Linked DNA regions of Ovis aries: region 2 is linked to region 1. The links are chromatin contacts, called in public Hi-C maps. All regions are on one chromosome and are shown on one strand. Each heading gives the region's core, a stretch centred on a gene start, on an enhancer-like site or on the middle of the called end of the contact. The rest is flanking DNA. Distances are from core to core; before and after follow the strand shown. Region 1 overlaps TMCC2 (transmembrane and coiled-coil domain family 2). Region 2 holds the start of NUAK2 (NUAK family kinase 2).

Region 1 (5,848 bases), core at 1,260-3,759:
GGTCTGGATGTGCTGTGGCAAGTCCAGCCTCCCCTCCCTCCCCTCTCCTGTCTCAGCACTCCAGGTGGAGGCCGGGCCTCCTCCTTCCCGCTCCGCTGGGAGGGTGGCTGCAACGCCTCAGCCTGAAGGCCACCGCCGGTCACTTTCTCAAGCCCTGCCCCAGAGCAGGTCAGAGCCCTCCTCCGTGGGGGACCCCAGATGGCCCAGCAGTGCCTCTACAGGCATCTGCCTCAGAGAGAGATTGGGAACCTGGAGGGAGGCACCCACATTCCACATCTTCTCGGAGCCTCACGAGCGCCCTGCCCCTTAGCCAGCCCAGGCGCCCTTATTTCAGACGAGAGGACAGAGGCCTGCAGCCTCATAGCTGGTGCCGAGTGGCTGGGCGTCCACTTAAACCTGAGCCTCCAGATACGGGCTCTCAAGTGCACACCAGGGCCCATGGTCTGGGGGAGGCAGGGCCCCCCACACTCACAGGTCCTGGGCCAGGCAGGCCTCACCTAGTCCTGGCTCAGGCTGGGGCCTGATTCCTTGGGACTGGATTTGTCTATAGGTCTTAGGGTAAAGGTGTGTGGAATAAGCAGGTTCTCAGCAACCAGGCCTTCAAGAGTTGAAGGCCACAATCTCCTGAGTCACCCTCGGCCTCGCTTGTATCTGCGGGGTCTGCTGTAGACGTCTCTTGAGCAGTTCTGCACTTGAACATCCCCTGACTTCAGGAAGGAGGAGGAGTCATAACTGCCTCGGATTAGTCCTTTATCATGTTCTAGGAACAAGACTAAGGTCTTGACACACAGAATGTCTTCTCCTCTGCGCCCCAAACCTGCGAGCCAGGTATCGTTTGCGTTCCTATGGGCAGAGGAGGAAGCGAACGGAGACACCGGGGACCTGGTCTAACCTGAGTGGTGGTGCTGGATTTGAGCCCAGGTCCGCAGGCGCCAAAGCCCAGGCTCTTACACGGGAAAGCTGACCCCACCTGAGGGCCCTGCCACACAGAGCCAGCAGGCGCCCTGGCTAAAGCTCCCCTCTTCCCCCACCCCGGGGCTCCAGGTCTCTCCTCCCCACCCTGGAATCACCCTTGAGTAGCTCTGCGTGGTGAGGGTTAGGCAGGCACCCTCTGCCTCCTACCGTCAGAGGTCTTTGGTCTTGGCCCAGGCTGCACCTGCTGCAGCTCCACGGTCTCCACGCAGCTGGCACAGCAAACAAGCCAGCTCCAGGCTGGCCAGCTACCCGCCAAGTGCTGTTGGAGCCCCGGCCCCAGGCAGTTCTGCCCCCGCCCTGGGTGGCTGAAGCCGCGGGAATGTGCCGGCCAGGCCGAGCCCTCCGAACCCCAGTGTGGGGCTTGGGGCTGAGAGGACACGCGACCTGGGACAAAGGCTGCCTGCTGTTCTGCAGTCCAGAGGGCAGTGGGCCCTGATTCAGCGTCTCACTCTGTGAGCCCAGGCGGGTGAGGCAGGTGGGTTCAAACGAGAGCAACTCATCCACAGTTTACAGAGTGCAGGGAGGCTCGGACACAAACACAGAAGGGCAGCGACTGTCAGAAGGAAACTCAGCTCCTGGTCAGGCTGGGCTTTGCACGAAGCCCCTTGTCACAAAGAGGCCAACATAAGGCCTGCCAGTTCCTCTTTTTTGCAGAAGATGGCTCTGTAGGCAGGTGCCGTCCCCCTCCTCGGGCTGTTTGCTTTGCGGCCTCAGGATCTGCTGAGAATGTCCCCCCTCCCCCCTCCCACTCGGTGTGGACTGCAGCTGGCAGTGGCATTGAAGAACCAGTGCAGAGAGGGCACCTGACCTTGGGGAGGAATGTGTGAAATGTCAGCAGCCACCCCCCACCTCGGGCCCAGGAATGCGGGTTCCTGGCCCAGCAGCCCGTGGCCCCCAAGGGAGGTGCATGTGTGGCTGGAAGAGAAGGTGGGTGCGGGGCCCAGGAATGGCATTGTTGGAAGGCCCTGCAAGGTCACCGGGTGAGACTCCCGCCTGGTTACAGAAGGTGAAGCTGAGCCGTCCAGCTGCCCTCCTGGAGGTGCCAGCCCAGCACTCACTCCGATCCAACTAAGGGCACAGTCCCTCACCCCTAAAGGCCCCTGGAGCCCACGGCCATGGGTACAGCTGTGACTTGACTTCTCAGACCTTCAGAACCACAGATGTCAGAGCCCTTCCTCCACCCATGTTGCAGATGCGGAAACTGAGGCCCAGAGAGACGGGAACTGGCCGCAGGAGCACTGACTGTGAGCCAGGTCTCGGGGGTGCGCGGTGCTTTCGCTACACTTCCATGAAGCCGGGGGTGCCTCCTGCTGACAAGGGGACTCAGGTGGGCCCACCAAGCTCCCACAGGTTTCCAGCTGGGAATCCAGCACCTTCCGCGGGTGCCCTTCCCTGTCAGGGCAGACACTCTATGGGCTTGGCCTCTATGCTCCGGCTCCTGGTGAGCCAGCAAACCTCTGCTCTAGCCACACAGCATTAATAAGGCCAACCCAACTCCAACCGATGCTCCTCTCTGGGACTGAAACCCAAGGATGTGCTGAGTAAGGACACTGCTGCCCTCTTGTGGCCATGCCTGGGCATGACTGCTGTCCTCTGGGCCTCCAGTGGCTTCTGATTCTCCTCCTCCTAGAAAGCAGCAGGGGCCAGACAGGGTGGGCACCATCTCACCCCCCTATCACCAAGGCCAGCGCTTCAGCTGCAGAAAGCAAACGGGGAAGGCTGGACCTGCTGACGTCAGATCTGAGAGGAAGGAAGAAGGTCTCATTACCCAGAACACTTGAGTGTTGGGAGCAACTCGGTGGTTTCCACGGAAACAGCCTAATGACCAACACTAGACAGGGTGGTTTGAAAGTCTGGAGGATTTATTTCTCGGGAAGGTCCACGGCAACTGGCAGGCACTCCCCTCCCCTGTTCCCAAGAGGTTCTCTCTCCTTTGGTGAGAAAGCCCCTCTCTTCTCGGAAGTGCCCCTGGGGAGACTGGGATGTGGAGAGAAACCACACGCAACACTCCAGAGCCTTAAAAAATACAGCCACAACGACCTCCCCCACACGAGTACACACATAGAAAATCAACAGACGTATAAAAGAGGCTGGCCCCGCCCCCAGCCGGGACTACCCAGAGCTAAACCGACGGAAGTGCCCGACGGCCAAGACGCGGCCCTGGCTTCAGAGAGGGCACCCAGGAGGCGGGCAGGGGCCCTCTCCCTGGAGCTCAGGACAAGGTACCAAGGAACAAACAAATAAATAAATAAATAAAGCCCTAAGAGCTTGGGCTGAGGCTTGGGGCCCCCAGGGGCGCCTTCCCTGAAGAGCAGATCCAGTGACCAGCAGAAAGAAGAGGGAAAACACAAACCCAAAGCTGCAGCCACCCGGCCTGCAGAGCCGGCATCCTCAGATGCCAGAAGGGCCCCATCCAGGACCCAGCTCTGGAGGAGGGAGGGGTGAGCTGAGAGCCTCCTGGGCCGGGGAGGCCACCCGTGCTCCTGTCTTCATCCCGGCCATCTCCATGAGCCGGGGCTGCAGCTGTCTCCTGCCTGGGCTCCCCCCCAGGAAAGCTCTCTTCGGCCTTCCTGACCCCAGGCGTCTGCTGGGAGAAGTCCTGCCAAACAGTCCATCCGGGTCCTTAGCTCCGCGTGGCCACAGGCATCTCCCCCACCTCCTGTGGGGGCTACACTTGACGCTCCCTTCAGGCCAACAAAGAAAAGGCATCAGACAGAAGAAGCACACACAGAGAAGGGGGCGGAAGTCGCCAGGACGGACAATTTGGGCAGGAGGTCAAACTGGACACACGAAGATGCCCCACAGACTCAGGAGCCCCAGGGTCCCCCCCGGTGCAGCAGGGGCCAGCGGGGAGCTGGGGGGAGCACGGGGCCCTCAGCTGGGCAGCAGCACGTGCTCCAGGAGGTAGGTGAGGGAGTCCCAGTGCTTCCAGAGCAGGAGGAGGACGAGGGCCAGGAGGGCAGTGCTGGAGACGCGCAGGCGGGTCTTCATGAGCGGCGTGATGAAGCTGGCGACGGTGGACACGAACACCAGCAGCACGGCCATGAGCGCCAGGATCACGCTGATGAACTTGCCCAGCAGGGCCCGCGCGTTGGCGTTCTCCACGCCCTCCAGCTGCACCACCTGCTGCTGCTGCTGCTGGAGCTCCAGCTTGGTGACCCGGGTCAGGCAGGACTCCACGGCCTCCTGCAGGGGCACAGGGGCGGGCGAGCTTAGGGTGGGGAGACCTCCAGTCTGAACCCCACCTGCTCCTCGGGAGGCGATGATGCCCAGGGCGCCCCCCTCCAGAGGGTGGTCAGCTGCAGCTAAGGGGCCCCGGTCCTTTCATGCTGACTATTTGGAGAGGCTGAGGGGAAGTGGAAGTCTTGATTAAGGGGAAGGGGCGGAAGCAGCCTGCTCCCAGCTTCCTCTCGGGGCTGATGTACCTGGATGTCCCGGGCCCTCTCGTAGGACTGGTAGGCCACCTTCTCCTCCATGCTGGCCAGCTCCTGCTTCAGGTTGGTCATCTCATTCTGGTGAAGTTCGGTCAGGTCATTGAGCTGTTCCTCCAGCCGCTCGTACCTGGCAGAGGGAGAACACGTGACGCCAGCCCTGGCTCCCCAAGTCTCCCATCTCCTCCCCCAGGGTCAATGTCACTCATTCTCAACAAGGACTCAATCCACCCCCTGTGTCCAGACCCGCCCAATTTTAACAGCAACAAGAAAGCTACTATACACACAGCAGGCTCCCCAGGTGCTAGTGGTAAAGAACCCACCTGCCTGTGCAGGAGACATAAGAGACGTGGGTTCAATCCCTGGGTCGGGAAGATCCCCTGGAGAAGGAAACGGCAACCTACTCCTGAACTCTTGCCTGGAGAATCCCATAGACAGAGGAGCCTGCTAAGTCCTAAGGTTGCAGAGTTGGGCACAACTGAAGCGACTTAGCACACACAAGCATATACACAGCCCTTCTTAGAGGCGGGCTCTGTGCTAGGCACTTTAGCTACCTTGCCTCCTGGGGTCCTCCTCACAAACCTTCCGATAAGGACCAGCACCATCTGCACATTTCATCCGAGAAGACTGAGGCCCAGAGGGACTGGGGACTGCCTGAGAGCACAGAGCTCACGGAAGGAGGGTCGGGGCCTGACTGTCCACAGCCTGGGCCCTGGGCCTGGGCTAAGGTGCTCCCCTGGGGACAGGGACCCAGACGCACAATCCCTGTCCCAAAGGCACAGATATCAGAGGACGACTGTTACGTGGGGGCACTGAGTTTTCAGGCAGGTTTCTCCCCCCATTTTCCAATCCTTCTTCAAATATGCCAAGGAGGAAAAGAGCTATCTAAAGACAAACTCTCTAAGGATCCCAAGGAACAAGTGCCCAACGCCACGCGCAAGGCGCAGAGCAGAGCAGAGCCAGCAGAGGGAGGGCGTGGGGGCTCCAGCTGATCCCAGGCCGGCTCGCTGGCTCCGGCCGGACGTTCCCACGGACCGTGCCAGATAGCTGCGCAGGGCGCAGTCCTCACAAACCCTGTGAGCCGGGATTCACGTTACTCCCGCTTCACAGATGAGGACACCAGGTGCAGAGAGCAAGGACTTTGTCCACGGTAAAGAGTGGGAAAAGTAGAGCTGGGATCCAAACCCAGGTGACCTGCCCCTGGGGTCAGTGCTCTTAGCCAGAGTCGCTCCAGATAAGAAGCTGGCCCCTGCCTCGGTTTCCCCTTTTGCACAACCACCATGTACTCAAGTAGGGATGCCATAACGCTCCTTCCAGAGGCCCCGTCATCCTATCTTCCAATCGCCCTGGAAGCTGGTGGAAGGCCCCTGGGGGCCTCCTCCTGGCCCCTTCCAGCAGTCCAGGGCGCTGGGAGATGCTGCGTCTGCTTCCACCACTGAACC
Region 2 (5,848 bases), core at 1,237-3,736, 42 kb before region 1:
ATCCAACCATCTCATCCTCTGTCGTCCCCTTCTCCTCCTACTTTCATTCTTTCCCAGCATCAGGGACTTTTCAAATAGGTCAGTTCTTTACATCAGGTGGCCAAAGTATTGGAGTTTCAGCTTCAACATCAGTCCCTCCAATGAATATTCAGGACTTATTTCCTTTAGGATGGACTGGTTGGATCTCCTTGCAGTCCAAGGGACTCTCGGGAGTCTTCTGCAACACCACAGTTCAACAGCATCAATTTTTCAGCGCTCAGCTTTCTTTATAGTCCAACTCTCACATCCATACATGACTACTGGAAAACTATAGCTTTGACTAAACGGACCTTTGTTGCCAAAGTAATGTCTTCGCTTTTTAATATACTAGGTTGGTCATAGATTTTCTTCCAAGGAGTAAGCGTCTTTTAATTTCATGGCTGCAATCACCATCTGCAGTGATTTTGGAGCCCAAGAAAATCAAGTCTGTCACTGTTTCCATTGTTTCTCCATCTATTTGCCATGAAGTGATGGGACTGGATGCCATGATCTTTATTTTTTGAATGTTGAATTTTAAACCAACTTTTTCTCTCTCCTCTTTCACTTTCATCAAGAGGCTCTTTAGTTCTTCTTCTCTTTCTGCCATAAGGGTGGTGTCATCTATATATCTGAGATTATTATTTCTCCCGGCAATCTTGATTCCAGCTTGTGCATCATCCAGCCTGGCATTTCGCATGATGTACTCTGCATATAAGTTAAATAAGCAGGGGGACAATATACAGCCTTGACGCAGTTTTGAATCCATCCATTGTTCCACGTTGGTTCTGTCGCTTCCTGACCTGCATGCAGATTTCTCAGGAGGCAGGTTGGGTGGTCTGGTATTCCCATCTCTTGAAGAATTTTCCACAGTTTGTTGTGATCCTCACAGTCAAAGGCTTTGTCGTAGTCAATAAAACAAAAGTAGATGTTTTTAGGGAACTCTCTTTTTCTATGATCCAACAGATGTTGGTCACAGCTTTGGGCATTCCATAAAACACTCTAGACTTGATTTTGTCAGCAGAGGGCAGCATTGAGTCAGAAATGAAGAATTCAGTCCCAGTTCTCTTTTCAGAGCCCACCTCCCAGTCTTGGAAGGCCGCTTCTAATGAGCAGGTTCACAATCAAGCAGTTCCTCTAGCCCTTGAAAAAGAAAGGGCCATCCTGTCCACCACCCGAGAGTGACAGTTACAGAGGGTTATAACTCAGAGCTCTGAGGAAGGGAAATACAATGATTGTGGTCTCAGGCAAAGCAGTGGTAAGCTGAGCCCTCCAGCTTGCACCAGCCCTTTTCCCAGAGAAAAGGAAAGAGGAGTCTAGGCATCTATACACAGATAAATCCCAAGGCAGGAGATGCTCTAGGGCCTGGGAGCCCCCCCAAAGCTCAGCAGATCCATAGAGCGCTCAGCTGGCCCTCATCTACCTTTCTCCCCTACTGCTCTCTCAGTACCGCCCCTCACTCTCACCCCACTACCCCATCCCTGAAAGTCTTTCATCACAGTTTACTTCCCCTTTGGTCCAACTGGCCTCCTGTGAAGCCCTCCCTCGAACCCCTGAGCCAGAATAAGACCCATCATTTTAACCGTACGTGGCATTTTGTGCCTGTCTCTTAAAAACAATACATACATTATTTAAATTTATTATAGTTTGTTTTCATCTGTCCAAGAGAATGACAGAAGTAACACTATAGACACAGGAATGTGAAATTTGTGATATGAGATGAGGCATAGGGCAATTGGTTGCAAGAAGCTGCTTATTTTTTGGTTAACACATGAAAGTTTTCCCTTCATATTTTCTTCAAGCATTTAAGTGTTCCTCTTGTGCCCTAAATTTGTGCTAGCGGCCCAACCACCTACCTAGTTTTCTTATTTTTTATTTTACCTTTCAAAATTTTTATTGATTTACAATGTTGTGTTATGTGCTGGTCTTGAGAGCCTTCCCACTGTCTGCTTTGGATTAGATGGTAAATTGTTTACTTATCTTATATCCCTTGCTAAACTGTAAACTTCCTGAGAGCAAGGAGCTAATTCTTGACCATCCCTCAAGAGTCACCTGAGATCCATTTCTTTTCCAGGAGAACTGCTTTCTCACCACTCCCCACCTCACCCCCAAAGTATGGCCTTGATATCTCTCACCAGCCCTCCCACAGGCACCCTGCGCTTAACCCATCACTGCAGTCCTTACTCTGAGCCGTCTTAACATCCGCTCCCGCTGATATGGACCCAGCCAGACACAGGCACAGATTGTGAAGTGTGTCAGGGCTGGGACGGATGTGTGTTTCTAATTGTCTTCCCAGCGAAGCATCTAGCAGGCTCAGTAAACCATTAATCCCAGAGCCCCTCACACCATGATCACCAAGGGTAAGCTCCTGCGCGCCCACCTTCAACCGGACGGCTCAGCTCCGCCCAGCCCAGCCGCCTAGGCACATCCGCGCACATGACCCAGGAATTCCCCGCTATCTGCCTGCAGCCAAGCTCCCTGACGTAATCCCATCCTCTGTCAGGCATTCTCACTCTGTGACAGACCAGGTCTCCCTTCCAGGAGTCCGAGCATTGAGTGTCAGCAGTTAGGGTCATTTCCGAGTCTCATGCCGTTCCGGCTCTCTGTCTGTTTGTCTGCCCCCCAGCCTGTCTGCTGCAGACAGACAGCAGCCCCGTCTATTCATGACTAAAGCCCAGCCGTCACCTTGTCTGGAACTGAGGTGGTCTCTTTTCTCTGAAGACTTTGGCTTTCACGGCTTGCCCCCTAAAAGGGGGTTCACAGTCTGATCAAAGGAAGCTGAAGTGGGGGTGGGGAAGGTCCAAGAGGTACAGGGGACCCCTCTCGGCGACCCCTGCCTCATCCCCCACCCCTGCAATAGTCGGTTTAGGTGGGAACAGAGGGAAATCGCTCGAGTCTTTGAATTCCACTGCATATGCATTCTTTTAGTTCATAAACGTGTGCTGAGTGCCTTTTTGTGCCTAGCAATGGGCTGTGTATTCGGGATGCCTGGAGTCTAGATTAGGTCTAGATTAGTCTGGACTTCATAGGCATCTGGATCAAGCTTGAAAGGAAATTTTAGATTCATCTGTACAATTCTTTCACCTTACTTATGAGAACATACTGATTCATCTGGCTGTCTCACATCTTTCAGGTCTCAGCCTAAAAGGCTCTGTCTGCAGGAAGCTGCCCAGACCAGGCTCTTCCAGAGAGGGCTAGAGGTGCCCTCCTGAAATACACCCCAAGGGCATTCTGTTCTCCCTCCTCATGGATACATCTGCCTCTAGGATTTGCTTGTTTATTTCTCACTAGATGGAGAACTCTCTGAGGGCAGAAGCCACCCTGTCACCTTCAGATCCATAGGTAGTACCTAGTAGGCACCTGTATTTGTAGAATGACTAAGTGATGGGATCAAAGGCCACAGACGCAGCAGGTATCAGTCAGAACGAGAATTCAGGGGTCCTAACACGCTGCCCTGTGGCCGCTCTTATGTTACCCATGCCTCCTCTTGAGAGCCCTTATCTATCTAAATGGCCCCAGCCAGACAGATCCCAGGAATGGATGCTAATCTCATTGCTGAAAGGAAACAGCAGGTCAGGGGAACGTTCACCTGGACCTCATTCTACTTTCAGATGATTCAGAGCCAAAGGGGAGGCTTCAGAGAGGAGAATGCCAGACTGGCTACCAGCTCCTGTGGCTCTCCAGGTTTGGGGTTGGTACCACCTCCTGTGGCTCTCCAGATCTGGGCTTGGTTTCCTGAATAAGCGGATCCTCTGCAGCGACAAAGGAAGCCAAGGGCCCCATTCTCCAGCCCTAAGTCACACTAGAAAGGACAGTGGAAGTAGGAAAGTGGGCAGACTAAATACAAAATTCAGTCACGGGGGTCTAGTCCTTCTTGGTCCTCAGCCTGCCCTGAATACACAGCTGGAGGCAGCAGCATCCTCCAGGGGTTTCTGAATCCCAGCTCTGCCAGCTTCTTACCAGTTGTGTGGCCTTGGACAGAATAATGCACCCTTCACAGGACTGGACTACTATGAAGACTCAGGGGGAAATGTTCCTTTCTCCCCATTACATCCCATACTTAGAGGAAAGAGGCGAGCCTGTGGGTAGTCTCTTCACTCTAAATGACACTCACAATGGGGATTCTGGACTAAGGATTCTGCTCCAGACCTTAAAAACCAGGCTCAAAAATCACAGAAAGGAAAATTTGAGCCTTTTCTGGTAAGCGGCCTGAGGTGACCCCTAAAAATGGTGCACTATTCACTTGACCCAGAAAACCCCACAAAATCATGCAAATCAAGAGGTTCAAATCTTCGTATTCACTTTAAGAACACTCGTGAAACAGGCCATAAAGGGTATGCATATCCGGAAAGCCACCAAGTACCTGAAGGATGTCACTTTAAAGAAGCAATGTGTGCCATTCCGTCGTTACAACGGTGGAGTTGGTAGGTGTGCACAGGCCAAACAGCGGGGCTGGACGCAGGGTTGGTGGCCCAAAAAGAGTGCTGAATTTTTACTACACATGCTCAAAAATGCAGAGAGTAATGCTGAACTTAAGGGTTTAGATGTATATTCTCTGGTCATTGAGCAAATCCAAGTGAACAAAGCCCCCAAGATGTGGCGCAGGACTTACAGAGCTCACGGTTGGATCAGCCCCTACATGAGCTGATCCTGCCACACTGAGATGATCCTTACTGAAAAAGAACAGATTGTTCCTAAACCAGAAGAGGAGGTTGCACAGAAGAAAAAGATGTCCCAGAAGAAACTGAAGAAACAAAAACTTATGGCCTGGGAATAAATGCCGCAAAAAATAAATGCAAATAAAAGTAAAAAAAAGAAAAGGAAAACTTAAATGGGCAACTATTTACAAGTTAAATAGTAGGAGTGTAATATATTTTTTAATGAATGGATGTTTCCCTTTGGCTCTGCCTCCTTCCCTTGCTTCATCAGTTCTACCACATCCTGAGGAACTCACTCAACCTTAGAAGCCTTATTTGCTGAAGAAGTAGGAACTTCCCAGAACTGCATGTCTGGGATACAGTTAAGGTTGATCCGACCGAAAGCAGAACTCAGAACCTTGAAACGGCTCTCCCCTAACCCTCCAACTCGAGAGTTTGCCTCCATTCCAATCCATCCCTTTTTCCTCCTTATGGTCTCAGAGAAGTAGTGGAGTGACTTTATGGATTTTGACTTGGGAGAAGCAAATTACTCAGGATGGAGAAATCCTTTGGGGGACAGTATCATTGTCAGTTTGCCTCTGGCTAACCGAGAACAGCGCGATGAAAGGACAACAGGTGGCTCTAGGCAGTACCAAGAGCCTCTGAGAGGCACAGAGCAATGTAGGGGCTCTCAAAGCGTCTGGGTCCCGGCAGCATCAACCCCAGCCCGCCCCGCCCCAACGGCCGCCCCAACGGCCGCCCCGCGCGCCCCTGCCGCTGCAAGTCACCCCCGGAGCCCGGGGGGCGGGGCTCCACTGTTACTCTCCCCGCAAAGCGCGGGGGGAGCCAATGTCAGCGGCCCTGGTCACGCGTTCCAGGCGGCCCGGCCAATGGACGCCGGGGGGCGTGGTCCGCTGCGGGCTCGCGGCGTTTATAACCGCTTGCAGCTCCGCGCCGGCTCGCGAGCGCAGGTGCAAGCTTGGGTTCCCGGGCGTAAGCGGCACAGGTGTCCGGGTCTTCGGTTCTGTTGAGCCGCCGACCCACTCCGCCCGCGCCGCCGTCTGGCATGGAGTCCTTGCCTTTCCCCCGGCGCCTCGGCCCTGCGCCCTCGGCCACTGCCGCGCTGGCCGCCGAGCTGGTCCGGCCCCTGGCCGACGGGCTTCTCAAGTCGCCCAAGCCCTTGATGAAGAAGCAGG

The links. A called contact is a pair of places that touch in the nucleus more often than the background predicts.
Region 2: a contact with region 1 is called in a Hi-C map of omental adipose tissue, with 6 times the contacts expected there. The contact joins two enhancer-like sites. A contact is called at or near these places in 16 of 16 Hi-C or Micro-C datasets (blood, hypothalamus, liver and 7 more).

Annotation. Positions count from the first base shown.
Region 1 is chr12:2,901,097-2,906,944 of ARS-UI_Ramb_v3.0, reverse strand. It overlaps TMCC2 (transmembrane and coiled-coil domain family 2), which reads right to left. Exons shown (of 5, transcript XM_015099129.4): 4 at 4,401-4,536; 5 at 2,817-4,161. The coding sequence ends at 3,850. Among named protein-coding and RNA genes, the nearest start is that of TMCC2, 38 kb to the right of the region's middle. Within about 2 kb of position 2,509, at least 12 of the 54 cell types and tissues checked have an H3K27ac peak or open chromatin away from gene starts, as enhancers often do.
Region 2 is chr12:2,942,654-2,948,501 of ARS-UI_Ramb_v3.0, reverse strand. NUAK2 (NUAK family kinase 2) reads left to right here and starts at 5,614. Exons shown (of 7, transcript XM_015099021.3): 1 at 5,614-5,848. The coding sequence starts at 5,719. Within about 2 kb of position 2,486, at least 6 of the 54 cell types and tissues checked have an H3K27ac peak or open chromatin away from gene starts, as enhancers often do.